Linked DNA regions of Callithrix jacchus: region 2 is linked to region 1. The links are chromatin contacts, called in public Hi-C maps. All regions are on one chromosome and are shown on one strand. Each heading gives the region's core, a stretch centred on a gene start, on an enhancer-like site or on the middle of the called end of the contact. The rest is flanking DNA. Distances are from core to core; before and after follow the strand shown. Region 1 holds the start of KTI12 (KTI12 chromatin associated homolog). Region 2 holds the start of COA7 (cytochrome c oxidase assembly factor 7).

The links. Hi-C and Micro-C count contacts between places; a contact is called where the count stands out from the background.
Region 2: a Hi-C map of skeletal muscle shows a contact between it and region 1, with 5 times the contacts expected there. The contact joins the promoter of COA7 here to the promoter of KTI12 in region 1. A contact is called at or near these places in 2 of 3 Hi-C or Micro-C datasets (both in skeletal muscle).

Annotation. Positions count from the first base shown.
Region 1 is chr7:89,014,747-89,022,480 of calJac240_pri, reverse strand. KTI12 (KTI12 chromatin associated homolog) reads left to right here and starts at 4,247. Exons shown (of 6, transcript XM_078331762.1): 1 at 4,247-6,194. The coding sequence starts at 4,291. The coding sequence ends at 5,355. The region is part of intron 2 of TXNDC12 (thioredoxin domain containing 12); the gene reads left to right.
Region 2 is chr7:89,274,649-89,282,382 of calJac240_pri, reverse strand. COA7 (cytochrome c oxidase assembly factor 7) reads right to left here and starts at 3,938. Exons shown (of 3, transcript XM_002750827.6): 1 at 3,818-3,938. The coding sequence starts at 3,923.

The DNA of each region.
Region 1 (7,734 bases), core at 2,998-5,497:
ATGTAGATTAAGGTACCCTGTTGTGGAAAAAATATGGCAAAAAGGACATTAATAGTAAGAAAGACCAACCTCTTCAAAAAATACAAAAATTAGCTGGGTGTGGTGGCGTGGGCCTGTTGTTCCAGCTACACAGGAGTCTGAGATAGGAGGATTGCTTGAGCCTGGAAGATTGAGGCTGCAGTGAGCCCTGATTGCACACCACTGAACTGTAGCCTGGGTAACAGAACAAGAGCCTATTTCAATTTTTGAAAAGAAAACAAAAATAGTAAGGAAAAGAAGCAAATACCAAGATTGAAGGCAAGAAGAGATAGGCTAACTCTACTGTTTTATGCAAAAACAAACAAACAAACAAAAAAAACCCCAGCACTTTGGGAGGCAGAGGTTGGACGATTACCAGAGCCCAGGAGTTTGAGTCAGGTTTGTCATCAGAATTGCCCTTGTCTATAAAGCTGCTAACCCCAGCCTTGAAGAGCAAAGATAGCAAAGATAAACACCAGCTGCCAGTGTTTAGGTTGTGCACTAAGAAGGCTTAGACAACAAGAACTTTTTCTGGATTGGTTCCATTAATGCTTTGTTCCTGAAGTCAGTAAGTAGACTTGCCAGTAAGAGACTGCCTTTTAAAGTTCTTTTGATATTGGACAATAGTGTGGCCACCCAAAGCTCCATGAGTTCAACGCCAAAGGCATAAAAGTAGTCTATTTGCCTCCAAACACAATATTTAAATCAGCTACTATGTCAGGGAGTGATAAGGACCTTTAAGTCTCATTACACACAGTACTCTATGGAAAAAAGATTGTCAAAGACATGGATGAAAACCCCAGTAGAGAGAACATCATGAAAGTTTAGCAGGATTATACCATTGAAGATGCCACCATTGTTGTAGAAATAGCTGTGAAGGCCATCAAGCCTGAAACAATAAATTCCAGGGGGATAAAACTGTGTCCAGGTGTTTACAGGACTTCTCAGGGTTTATGACAGACAATTAAAATTATGAAAGAGATTGTGGATATGGCAAAAAAAAAAAAAAAAAAAAAGGTGAGGGGTTAAGGGTTTTAAGATATGATCTTGGATAAATTCAAGAGCTAATAGACACCACACCAGAGGAATGAACAGCAGATAACTTGCTGGGGATGAGTGCCAGATGATAAGGAAAAACATGTAGAAGAAGCAGTGCCAGGAAACAGATCTGGCAGAAGGTTCTAATTATTTAGGACTGCTTTTGACTTATTTTACAACATGGACTCTTCTATGATATGTACCCTGAAACTAAAGCAAAGAAAAAGGATTGGTATGGGATGGAAATATTTTTAGAGAAATGAGTCTCCCTCCCACTCCCCGTCCCCCTCTAAAAAATAAAAATAAAAAAGAGAGAGAAATGAAAAAGCAAAAAACTCGGAAATTATAATGTAGTTCCATAAAGTTACAACAAGTGTGCCTGCCTGTTCGGCCTCCCTTTCCACCCTCCTCTGCCTCTGTCATCTTGAGACAGCAAGACCAACCCTCCTCTTCTTCCTCCTCCTCAGTCTACTCAGTGTGAACACAAGGATGAAGACCTTTATGATTATCCACTTCCATTTAATGAGTACTAAATATATTTTTGCTTCTTTATGATTTTCTTTTTCTTTTCTTCTTTTTTTCCCCCCTGCTTCCTGGAAACATTTTCTTAATAACATTTCTTTTCTTTAGTTTACTTTATTGTAAGAATATAATATATAATACATATGACATTCAAAATATGTGTTAACTGAATATATTATTAGTAAGGCTTCCAGTCAACAGTAGGCTATTAGTAGTTAAGTTTTAGGGAGTCAAAAGTTATATGCAGATTTTTGACTGCTTGCGGGGGTCAGTGCCCCTCATCCTTGTTGTTCAAGGGTCAGCTGTACTAAGTGCTACTGTGCATTAGGCATTAAATTATGCAAATCAACTCATTTAATTCTCACAACTTTTTGAGGTAGGTGCTATTGTTATCTTAATTTTAGAGAAGAAAACAGTAAGGCACAGTTTTTCTAAGTTTACCAAAATAACTTGCCCAGGATCACACAGCTAGCAAGTGGCAGACGTAAACACTCTGGCTTCAGAGCCTGCTGTTTAAACTTGTATACCATACTGCCTACTAGAGTCAAGTTGAATAGTCTAAAGTCTCAAGTAGGTTTAGTTTATGCACAGACAATTCAGTGCATGAGGAGGGAAAGGCAGGGCATGAGAGGGAAAGCTAAGCACTGGTCTGTGTTTACTTTTTTTTGTTTTTTGAGATGGAATTTTGCTCTTGTTGTCCAGGCTGGAGTGCAATGGTGGCATGGTCTCAACTCACTGCAATCTCCACCTCCCGGGTTCAAGCAATTCTCCTGCCTCAACCTCTTGAGTAGCTGGGATTACAGGCACATGCCACCACATTTGGCTAATTTTTAAAAATATATTTTTAGTAGAGAGCAGGGTTTCACCATGTTGGCCAGAGTGGTCTCGAACTCCTGACCTCGGGTGATCCACCCTCCTTGGTCTCCCAAAGCGCTGGGATTACAGGCAAGAGCCATTGTGCTCATGTGAAGTAAAGAGATGTGTTTACATTTATTTAACCCTCACAACAACCTACTAAGTTGGTACACCTGTGAAATAACTGTTGTTATTTTATAGAAGGGGAAATTGAAGTACAGAAAAGTTATATAATTTGCCAATAATTACAATGCTAGTAAATGGCACAGCTAAGACTTGAATCTTTTTTACTATACAGTACCAGAGAGATGCAAAGACCTCAGTATATGTGCACCTACAGTATACACACATACACAGGCACACTCACATTTCTTCACCTACCATTCTATAGTGCTTGATGTTTATAGAAGAGATCCAACAGTTCCATAGCCTTGGGTCTCAAACCTTCTGCTAGAGAGTTGCCAGATTGAGCAAATAAAAATAAAGGATGGCCAGGCACTGTGGCTCATGCCTTTAATCCCAGCACTTTGGGAGGCCGAGGCTGGTGGATCACCTGAGGTCAGGAGTTCAAGACCAGCCTGGCCAACATGGCAAAACCCCTTCTCAACTAAAAGTATAAAAATTAGCTGGGTGTGATGGCAGACACTTGTAGTCCCAGCTACTTAGTTGGCTGAAACAGGAGAATCGCTTGAACCTGGAGGCAGAGGTTGCAGTGAGTTGAGATCATGCCACTGCACTCCAGGTTGGGCAACAGAGTAAGACTCTGTCTCAAAAATAATAATAATAAAGGATGCAGGCCAGGCATCTTGGCTCACATACCTTTAATCTCAGCACTTTGGGAGGCAGAGGTGGTACAGTTACTTGAGCCCAAGAGTTTGAGACCAGCCTGAGCAACGTACTGACACTTCATCTCTAAAAAAGTAAGTAAATAATAATAAAAAATTAAAGATGCCCAGTTGAATTTGAAATTTAGATAAATAATTTAAAATATATCCATGCATTATTTGAGATACACTTAAGCTTAAAAATGTTGGTGTTTATCTGAAATTTAAATTTAACCAGGCATTCTGTATTTTATCTGGCAACCCTACTAAGGAGAAAAATTCCCATTTGTCTTTCAAGTTCTAAGTCAAATGAATATTCTTACATTAAGTCTTCAATGATTTCTCTGAGTAGTTTGTTTTTCCCTTCTGTTCTTTTATAACCTCACCTGCATCTATCCATTATAGTATTTATTACTCTGATTGTAGGTGCCTGAGCCTTCAGACCCTTTATCTTTTTTTTTTTTTTTTTTGAGACAGAGTCTTGTTCTGTCGCCAGGCGCCAGGCTGGAGTGCAGTGGCTTGATCTCCGCTCACTGCAACCTCCGCCTCCTGCAGACCCTTTTATCTTTTGTGGGGAAACAGTTTTATGTTCATCTTTGAATTACCAACCATGAAGATGTTGAATGATTGAAATGGCAATTTAGTAAACATTTACTGAGAGCCAGTAGGTGTAAGAGGAGGAATGAAGGAGAACCAGCATTTATGAATTGCCTTCTATAAGCTAAATATAGTGCTGCTTATAATATTTAATTCTCCTGAGGCCTTATTAATAAATGGATAGGCAGGCTTTGGCAGCAGGGAGATCACATTCTCCTGAGGCCTATAACACTTGGCATAAATAACTGATGCCATTCTAGTCTCTGCATCTTCTTTCTGAGAGCTTTCTCCTAGTTGGCATAGAACTGTTTCCATAGAAACAAGGTCTGTAAGAGTCAAGGGACAGGAAGAGCAGTTTGCACTTCCGGCGTACGTCGGGACGCGGACAACCCGGAAGTTGGCGCCGCGCGGTGGTATACGGTCGCTCCCTGAGAGGATGCCGCTTGTGGTGTTTTGCGGGCTGCCGTACAGCGGCAAGAGCCGGCGTGTTGAAGAGTTGCGCGTGGCCCTGGCTGCCGAGGGCCGCGGGGTGTACGTGGTAGACGACGCGGCTGTGCTGGGCGCAGAGGACCCAACCGTGTACGGCGATTCTGCCCGTGAGAAGGCACTGCGTGGAGCTCTGCGAGCCTCCGTGGAGCGGCACCTGAGTCGTCACGACGTGGTCATCCTGGACTCGCTTAACTACATCAAAGGCTTCCGCTACGAGCTCTACTGCCTGTCGCGGGCAGCGCGCACCCCACTGTGCTTGGTCTACTGCGTACGTCCCGGCGGCCCGAATGCTGTACCTGAGGTGGCGGGCGCGAACGACAACCCGGGCCTGAACGTCAGTGTGAGTTGGCGACCACGCGCTGAGAAGGACGGGAGACCCCTGGCGGCCGGCAGCAGTGTCCCCAGGGAACTGCATACTGCGGGCTCCACAGTAAATGGAAGTGCACAGGCCGACGTACCTCAGGAACTGGAGCTAGAAGAAACCGGGGCTACAGAGTCACCAGCTCTCGTGACTCCGGAATCAGAGAAATCTGCAAAACATGTGTCTAGTGCCTTTTACTCTCCCGAACTCCTGGAGGCCCTTACGCTGCGCTTTGAGGCTCCCGATTCTCGGAATCGCTGGGACCGGCCTTTATTCACTTTGGTGGGCTTAGAGGAGCCATTGCCTCTGGCAGAGATCCGCTCTGCCCTGTTTGAGAACCGGGCCCCACCACCCCATCAGTCTACGCAGTCCCAGCCTCTCGCCTCCGGCAGCTTTCTGCACCAGCTGGACCAGGTCACGAGTCAAGTATTGGCCGGACTGATGGAAGCGCAGAAGAGCGCTCTCCCCGGGGACTTGCTCACGCTTCCTGGTACCACAGAGCGCTTGCGGTTTACCCGGCCCTTTACCATGGCAGAACTGAGTCGCCTTCGTCGCCAGTTTATTTCGTACACTAAAATGCATCCCAACAATGAGAACTTGCCTCAACTGGCCAACATGTTTCTTCAGTATCTGAGCCAGAGCCTGCACTAACCAGAGGAGGTGGGGGGTCGGGGGGAAGCCATGGCTTCTTATCTCCACTGCACATTATTTTTCTGGGAAGAATAAGCTGAAGGTCTCCAGAGCATATGAATGCAATACTGTACTAGAGCTGTTGTGACAGATTCACTCAAACTTTCCTGCCTGTGTTTGTGTCAAGCCTTGGGTTTACAGCATAAGTTGAGACTAAAGAGAATGGAGAACTATCTTGTCGCATCCTGGGAAATCCCTCCAGAGAACAGACTTCAGGTGGATAGGAATTGCTTAGATTGGATCCTACTTGGGATATTACAGAGCATTGACCATTGACTTTCCTCATCTGAGGTGTGGGAGAACAGACTGGATGGATGAGAATTGTTTTAAACAATTGTGAACAGAAACCAAAGATGGCACAGTTCTACAACTGTACCTGCCCTTTTTTCATGCCACAAAAGTATTTTTTGAGTACTGTACTGACTTTTTGCTAGTCTTTATTCTGGGACTGAGTTCACAGATAAATCCATTTGTTTCTGTGCTTGGGAAGCTTTGTTTTTGTGAAAGTAGGACAGTTATCTCCTAGATTATTTCCTCTAATAAAATCTTTAAAATAGGGAATCTACTGGAATCCCTTTCACTTAATGTAACAATGTTCCCTGTGTATCTCCATGTAATATTTTAGGTACATTTGTCATTGGTCTGCGTTTAAGTAGTATTTTGATAGGGCTGAGAATATAAATTTTGATGTAATGTAGAGTAATTATAACAATATCCTTAACTGTTGTGCTTCATTCTGTATTTTGAGGCAAATATTGTAAGCTTGCCTTTCATTCTTCCTTGATTTTGTTGAACAAATGGTAGGTACCTACTTTTAACAGTGCCTGTGATTTTCAAAGACTAATTAGATACAGTATTTTTGCTCTTGAGATATGTGGTGAGAGGCCAAGTGTGGTGGCTCATGCTTGTAATCCCAGCACTTTGGGAGTCCAAAATCGAGGTCAGGAATTCGAGATTAGCCTGGCCAACATAGTGAAACCCCGTCTGCTAAAAATACAAAATAGTCAAGCATGGTGGTGTGCCTGTAATCCCAGCTATTCTGGAAGCTGAGGCACGAGAATCCCTGGAACCTGGGAGGCAGAGGTTGCAGTGAGCTGAGATCGAACCACTGCACTCCAGCCTGGGTGAAAGAGTGAAAGTGTGTCTTTAAAAACAAAAAGAGATGTGGTGAGAAGTACAAGTAAAAGATAGGATGAAATGACCTGGTGGTCAGAGGATGATGGCAAAATGCTTTGGAAACTGGTGAAAAGGACTAACTAGCTGCTAGGAAAGGTGGTTTTGGAAAGGCTTTATAGAAGAGTTAACATCTGAACCACCACTGTAGAATAATATCAGCAAAGGACCAAATAGTGAATGTTTTTATGCTTTGTAGACCATCAGATATTGTTGCTACTTATAGATGGCAAGTAAACAAATGAGCATGAATGTATTTTAATAAAACTACAGATACTGAAATGTGAATTACATTTAATTTTAACATAACAAAGGAGTCTTTAGATTTGCTTTGCAAACATTGAAAAATGTGGAAAAAATATTTGCATATCATGGGGCCTATGGAAGCAGGAGGTGGGCTGGATTTGGCCTGCAGACCCTAGTTTGCCAACCCTTGCTGTAGAAGGATAAATAGATGTTTGCCACGGAGAAAAGAGAAAGCAAGACATTCTAAAACATGCATGGTCAGAAACTATGGAGCTGCTCAAAGGTGAGATAGATGGGCTGCCTTGATGGTATATTCCTTGTTCATCAGGTAATTGATACCACCTTTTATTTCTGTTAAGAGGATTCATGAGTGAAATGGAGGTTTGGATGAGGCAAACTCAAAAGGCCTTTTCCAGTCTTCATTCAGTTGGTTATTGATTGAATAGGGTTTAACCATGGATTCTGGATTGCCATTCTAAATTGAAGTAGACTGTAATAGAAAGCATTGGTTCTGGAGTCGGACTTCTGAGTTAGCTAGTAAGTGGCAGGACATAGGTTTTTGTTTTGGGTTTTGTTTTGTTTCTTGAGTCAAGGTCAGGCTGTTTCCCAGGCTGAAGTGCAATGGTGTGAGTAGCTGGGACTACAGGCGTGCACCCCATGCCTGGCTAAGTTTTGTATTTTTTTGTAGAGACGGGTTTTCACAATGTTGCCCTAGCTGGTCTTGAACTTTGAGCTTAAGTGATCTTCCTGCTTCAGCCTCCCAAAGTGCTGAGATTACAGGTGTGAGCCACTGAGCCCAGCCTAGAATCTAGATTTTATGTGGCCAAATATTTACTCTATTGAGCATCTCAGTTTTCTCATTTCTATTGTGAGAATGTTAATAGTATCTACCTTAGGGTTATTTCGAGGATTTTTTAAATG
Region 2 (7,734 bases), core at 2,689-5,188, 260 kb before region 1:
TGTAATAAAACTGCACTTGTACCCCTTAAATTTATACAAATAAATAACTAAATGCTATGACTGAAATAGGATGGTAACTGTTTGCTGTCCACTTTGGGTGAATAGCTAACAAAGACTGGGCCACTGGGGAGAGCCTCACCAAGGACTGTGACCTCAATAACAAGAAAGCACTAGGTATTTAAAGACAATGAAGGCCAGGTATGGTGGCTCACGCCTGTAATTCCAGCATTTTGGGAGGCCGAGGTGGGCAGATCACAAGGTCAGGAGTTTGAGACCAGCCTGGCCAACATGGCGAAACCCCATCTCTACTAAAAATACAAAAATTAGCCAGGAGTGGTGGTGAGCACTTGTAGTCCCAGCTACTCAGGAGGCTGAAGCAGGAGAATTGCTTGAACCCATGAGGCGGAGGTTGCAGTGAGCCGAGACCACACCACTGCACTCCATCCTGAGTGACAGAGTGAGACTCCATCTCTTAAAAAAAAAAAAAAAAAGACAATGAAATGGGAGTGGGCTAAGGACTTGAGAAAAAATTTCAAATAAAAAATGAAATAAAAAGACAATGAAATGGGCAGGAGCACAAAGTCCTGGCATAAGGAACAGTAAATACAAAGACCTGAAAAAGAATAAGTTTGGCATGAGTAAGGTACAACCTGACTGAACCAAACCGGAGGGTCAAGAAATGAGGAAGGAAGGTAGGGACCAGGCCACAGGCCTTGTAGAACATAGGATAGAGTTAGGATTTTATTCCAACTTAAATGGTAAACCACTGGAGGGTTTTAAGAAAAGAAGTAGTATGATTCAGGCCAGGCATGGCAGCTCACACCTGTAATCCCAGCACTTTGGGAGGCCAAGGCAAGTGGATCACTTGAGGTCAGGAGTTCGAGACCAGTCTGGCCAACATGGTGAAACCCTGTCTCTACTAAGAATATAAAAATTATCCAGTTTTGGTGGCAGGCGCCTGTAATTCCAGCTACTCGGGAGGCTGAGGAAGGAGAACCATTTAAACCCAGAAGGTGGAGGCTGCAGTTAGCCGAGATTGTGCCACTGCACACAAGCCTGGGCAACAGAGCAAGACTCTGGCTCAGAAAATAAACAAAAGGCAGGTGTGGTGGCACATGCCTGTAATCTCAGCTATTTGGGAGGCTAGGGCAGAAACGCTTGAACCTGGGAGGCAGAGGTTGAAGAGAGCTGAGATTGCACCACTGCACTCCAGCCTGGGCAACAGAGTAAGACCCTGTCTCAAAAAAACAAACAAAAAAAAAAACCCCACCAAAAACAAACAACCACCACCACCACCCCCTCCCCCAAAAAAGGTTACTCTGGTATATAGGTTCATATATGCCTGGGTGAGTACGGAGGAATTTAAGTGTGTGAGGGCATATGATTGGGCATTGACAACAAACATGTTATTTTAAAATCTAATATTTAACATAACAAAATTAAAGTATCAGTTTATCTGTGAGTAGAAATGGATTTTAAGGGAGTAAAGTGCAAAGAGAGGGACAGATTAGAAGGCGATTTCAGTTAGCCAGGTAAGAGAGTGACATGCAAGGAAACTACTACACCAATTGCTATGGTAACTACAGCCTCTTCTTAGGTCTCCCAAAATGCTGCAGCCAGTCCTTCTGATACGTCCACCCTTCCCCATTACATTGCCCTGTATATTCTCCAAGGTACACTACTACAAACTTGCTTCTCAGACATGTTTTGCTCTCCACTGCCTAGAGAGCAAAGTCTACATTCCTTACCCTGGCATTCAAGCCCTGACATACTGAGGCCCAGACTCCCAATTCAAACTACTACATCCTGATTTCAACTTTCCAAAAGATAGCACTTTCGGGCCGGGCACGGTGGCTCAAGCCTGTAATCCCAGCACTTTGGGAGGCCGAGGTGGGTGGATCACGAGGTCAAGAGATCGAGACCATCCTGGTCAACATGGTGAAACCCAGTCTCTACTAAAAATACAAAAAATTAGCTGGGCATGGTGGCATGTGCCTGTAATCCCAGCTACTCAGGAGGCTAAGGCAGGAGAATAGCCTGAACCCAGGAGGCACAGGGCTGTGGTGAGCTGAGATTGTGCCATTGCACTCCAGCCTGGGTAAGAGTGAAACTCCGTCTCAAAAAAAAAAAGATAGCACTTTCTTCTCCCAGCATCTCCTCCATTTAATCAATGCTTGCCTAGCCCTCCAGACCTCCCCTCAAAGTCTTCCCTAACCACCCTGTTCCTTAGTGAACCCAATTCCTCTAAGTTCTTTCTACACTTAGGACATGGACCAGCCCTCAAAGAACAACCCCAGGTTCTTCATCATACTGCAGAGCAACTCTGTCATGACTATGTTATTTATATCGTGGTTATGTTATGGTCTATGTTATGATTAACGTCAAGGAATAGCTATGTCATCTCTGTAAACTAGACTGCAAGCTATTAGAAGGTAGGGCCACTTCCACTTTTTTGTTTGTTTGTTTGTTTTAATAGAGATGGGGTCTCACCATGTTGCCTAGACTGGTCTTGAATTCCTGGCCTCAAGTGATCCTCCCGCCTCACCTCAGCCTCCCAAAGAGCTGGGATTACAGGCTTGTACCACCACACCAGACCTTTATTTAAAAAAAAAAAAAAAAATTCAGTTTAAGCAGCATATGAAAAAAATAAATAAATTTTTTTTTTTTTTTTTTTTTTTAAGGCTAGGCGCAGTGGCTCACACCTGTAATCCCAGCACTTTGGGAGACCAAGGTGGGTGGACTGCTTGAGGTCAGGAGTTTGAGACCAGCCTGGCCAACATGATGAAACCTTGTCTCTACTAAAATACAAAAATTAGCGTGGTGGTGGGCACTAGTAATCCCAGCTACTCAGGAGGCTGAGGCATAATTGCTTGAACCCAGGAGGTGGAGGTTGTAGTGAGCTGAGAACACACCACTGCATTCCAGCTTGGGTGACAGAGTGAGACTCAGTCTCCAAACAATAAAAACAAATAAAAAATTTAAAAGTAGGCAGTAAGCAGTGGTTAATGCCTGTAATTAATCAAAGGCGGGAGGATCACTTGAGCCCAGGAGTTCCAGACCAGCCTGAACAACATGGTGAGATACCATTTCAAAAAAGAAAGAAAATGTAAAACACAAAAATAAAGCAGAAAGAAAACCACCCAAAGATACTGGCTGCTCTGGGTGGACCCCTCTGGTCACCACCATCCACCTACTACTCTCAAGTCAATTCAATGTTCACACAACACACGGCACATATTCATGCTTGAGGGCCTCTTCGTAAGAAAAAAAAAAAAAAAAACACGGGACACATTCGTGCTTCAGGGCCTCTTTGCTAGATCTATTTGCCTAGCAAAGATCTGCATGGTTCACTCCATTACCTTCTTCAAGGCTTTATTCAAATGCCACTTTCTCAGTGATCTTCCCTGATCACTAGATTTAAAAGCCCCTTCCTGACCTCCAGATACCCTTCCCCAGTCCTTTTTCCACGGCTCTTACTACTTTGGAACACGATTTCATGGATTACTTGAGGCTTATTGCTCGACTCCCCGCACTAGCATGCAAGCTCCACGAGGGCAGGGAGTTTTATCTGTTCACCGATGGATCCCCAGTCCCTAACCCAAAAGCCCCAGCACGTCTCTTCCTATCCGCCCCGGCCTCCAGGCTCGGTCTTCGCAGGACACATTGCCCTTCCCAACACACACGATCACCACGATACACAGACTCCGTCTCCCGCCCAGCACGCGATTCCTTCACCAGCCTCTCCGAGGTCGCAGACCCAACCTCTCCTGGCCCGCCCCTCCCTGACGCGTCCTCGGGCTGCGCTGGAAGCGCTCACCGTCCGGATCCTTCTCGTGGTAGCAATGGTAGTTGCACTCCACTTCCATGTTCTCCAAAAAGGACTTCACCTCTTCCTCATTTTGGAAATCCACCAAGCCGGCCATGGTTCGCGCTGGCCCAGAGACGGTGACGTGGGCCGGCGGAGGGGGCGGGGCGTAGGGTTGATGCCTTCCGGGGCATTCTCCCGGGATCCAGGGGCGAGCAAGGCGAGCCTGCGCCTCCCAGAAGCCCTCGCGCAGGTGAGGGCTCCGGCAGACACACTTCAAAGACTAATACCCTTCCTGAAACTGGGGGCGGTCTCTCTGCATCGCCTTATCTATGCCCGCTTTGTAGCCTTAGTGATTTTTCGCCTTCAGTCATCTATCCATGTATAATCTCTAAGCGCCTACTGCGTGCCTCACCAGGTGCGTTGTTCTAGAGATATGACAGCTAGGAATATTATCCCTGCCGTGAAAGAATTTGCAGTTCAATAGGAAGACACTCGTTTATCTATTCAGCAAGCATTTTGAGGACCTTCTACATGTGCCAAGTGTAGCTGGACAAAGTGCAATGGGAAATCGGATTCATTTCTATTCCTCCCAGACCCGCCTTGGCCACCAACATGAATTAGCTAAGCGATAAATGGCTATGGATAGATGTTGACTGGAACACAGTAGCAGTGAAGGGTGTAGCAACGTCACTGTTATAGCAGCTAATAGTGTTGAACTTTGTTCCAGGCTCTATTTCTAAGAGCTGTATGTGAATTAACTCTAATTCTCATTATGCATTCACAGTGATACTGTGAGTTAGGTATTATTATTATCCCCATTCTACAGATAAGGAAACTAAAGTACAGAGAGATTCAGTAATTTGTCCAAGGTCACACAGTGAGGGAGTTAGTATGCAACAAATTTTTTTTAATTAAAGAATGAATGAGGCCGGGCACGGTGGTTCACGTCTATAATCCCAGCACTTTGGGAGGCCAAGGCGGGCAGGTCACCTGAGGTCAGGAGTTCAAGACCAGCCTGGCCAACCTGGTGAAACTCCAGCTCTAATAAAAATACAAAATTAGCCCTGCGTGGTGTCGTACATCTGTAATCCTAGCTACTTGGGAGGCTAAAGCAGGAGAATTGTTTGAACCCGAGAGGTGGAGTTGCAGTGAACCGAGATCGTGCCATTGCATTCCAGCCCGTGCAACAAGAGCAAAACTGCATCTCAAGAAAAAAAAAAAATGAATGAGGTAGAAAAGGAACATGTCAAGGAGATGGGGAAGAGGAGAGGAAGTTTACCTACTTTATTTGTTTTCCTGTTAAGAATCATCAGTTTCATAAAGCCTGATGGAAAGTTCTCCAAAAACAGTCACTTCCTATTCATCTTTGAATCCCATCCAGCCCTACTTTTGAACCCTCAATAGAGTTAAATCCATGGTTTCCCATCACCTATCACAATGCTTTCCATGGCTCCATTACTAAGCTATCCCTAATGGCAGCAAAGAATGGACTATTTCCAACAATTTATTTATTGGAGAGCAGACAATAAAGGGACATGTCTGAAATCCTAGTTTTATTTTTTAAATTCATATGATTTTACATTCAATCCCCCATAATACATATTTTATAGGATAACAGAAGATTGCCTCCCCCCACTCAAGCCTTTTAGTAAAATTGACATTCCAGGCAATATACCACATTTACCTGTGGTTTCTCATACTTGATCACCTTAGGGGACTCCTCAGTACACATGGCCCAGGTTGGGAATCCTTGAACTTTGGTTTGAGGTCATCCTTCTTTAGCATGGCCTTCAAGGCCCTGTGCAATCTGATTCTAGCCTTATATTCTGCCTCTCTTCCCCCACATCCCACCCAACCTTCTGTTCTCTGAATAGGTCCCAAGTTTATGTCCCTGATTACCTCTGCTCTTGATGCCTGAACCATCTTTTTTTTTTCTTTACACATTCAGCAACATTAGGGAGGAGGGACCACCTTTTTTAACCCAAATTGGAAATACTCTCCTATGTAGTCTTCCCAGACATAATAACTATATACATTCAAATTAGATTTAGATGCTCCCATTTCAGTGTTCCACACCACTTGGTTTATTCTGATATAGTGTAGTGGAAATAACTGGCTTTGGATGGGGGACAGATCTTAGTTCAGAATCCATGTTCCATGTTTACTAAATTGTGACCTTAAATCAATCATGTTTGTGAGTCTGAATCCTCTTCTGTAAAGGCAGATCCTTTTGCAATGGCTGTCAAAAGGACTACAAATTCATATATGCAATGTGCTTAGCAGAGTGCCTGGCTCAAAGTCATTACTGTTCCAGGAATGTTTCTTGTTTTATTTATTTATTTATTTTTCTTTATTTGTCATCTATTATTTCCAGGAATGTTTCTTGTCACGCCAATAATGGCATGAAAGTCTGTGTCCCACTGGGTGTGGTGGTTCATGCCTGTAATTCCAGCATTTTGAGAGGCCGAGGCAGGCAGATTGCCTGAGGTTGGGAGTTCAACACCAGCCTAACCAACATGGAGAAACCCTGTCTCTATTAAAAATACAAAATTAGCCAGGCACAGTGGTGCATGCCTGTAATCCCAGCTACTCAGGAGGCTGAGGCAGGAGAATTGCTTGAACCTGAGAGGTGGAGGTTGCGGTGAGCCAAGATCTCTCCATTGCACTCCAGTTTGGGCAACAAGAGCAAAACTCTGTCTCAAAAAAAAAAAAAAAGTCTGTATCCCCACCAGACTGTGACCTCTGTGTCCTGTATGCTGCTCACAAGGACAAGAATAGAACAGGGCTTGATGATCAAATAAAGCAGGGTGATGTAGATTATTAAAATCTGGGAATGTTTTTTCGTTTATTTGCCGAGTTGAACTGCATTGAAATGAGATCACTTGAGCGGTAGAGGGCACAAGAGAGTTAAGTTAGTTGGTGACAAAGGGCTGAACCAAGTAAGGAGTCACTTTTTTTTTTTTTTTTTGAGACGAACTCTCGCTCTATTGGCAGGCTGGAGTGCAGTGGCGTGATTTTGGCTCACTGCAACCTCCGCCTCCCAGCTTCAAGTGATTCTCCTGACTCAGGCTCTCGAGTAACCGGGACTACAGGCACGAGCCACCAAGCCCAGCTAATTTTTATATTTTTAGCAGTGATGGGTTTCACCATGTTAGCCAGGATGGTCTCAATCTCTTGACCTCGTGATCTGCCCCCCTCAGCCTCCCAAAGTGCTGGGATTACAGGCGTGAGCCAATGCACCCGGCCAGAGGTCACATATTTTAAAAGGAAATTTATGGTCATCAAAAGGACAGCAAGCTTCTTCTTTTTTGTTTTTGTTTTGTTTGTTTGTTTTTGTTTTGAGACAGAGTCTTGCTCAGTCGCCCAGAATGGAGTGCAATGGCATGATCTCAGCTCACTGAAACCTCTCTCTCCCAGGTTCAAGCAATTCTCCTGCCTCAGCCTCCCAAGTAGCTGGGATTACAGTCACCCATGACCACGCCTGGCTAATTTTTTTTTTTTAGTAGAGACGGGGTTTCACCATGTTGGCCAGGATGGTCTCAATCTCCTGATCTGGTGATCCACCGGTCTTGGCCTCCCAAAGTGCTGGGATTACAAACATGAGCCACCATACCCAGCCTTGTTTTTGTTTTTTAATCCCCTTCTTATCTCTGTAGGTTTATTTTCCCTCTATTTTTTTTAAGACAGGGTCTTGATCTGATGCCCAGGTTGGAGTGCATTGGTGAGATCATAGCTCACTTCAACCTTGAACTCCTGGGCTTAAGCAATCCTCCCACCTCAGCCTCCTAAGTAGCTGGGACCACAGGTGTTGCCACCATGCCTGGCTAATTTTTTTAAAAAAATTATTTCTTGAAGAGCCAGGTCTCTTAAGTTACCCAGGCTGGTTTTGAACCCCTGGGCTCAAGGGACTCTCCTGCCCTGGCCTC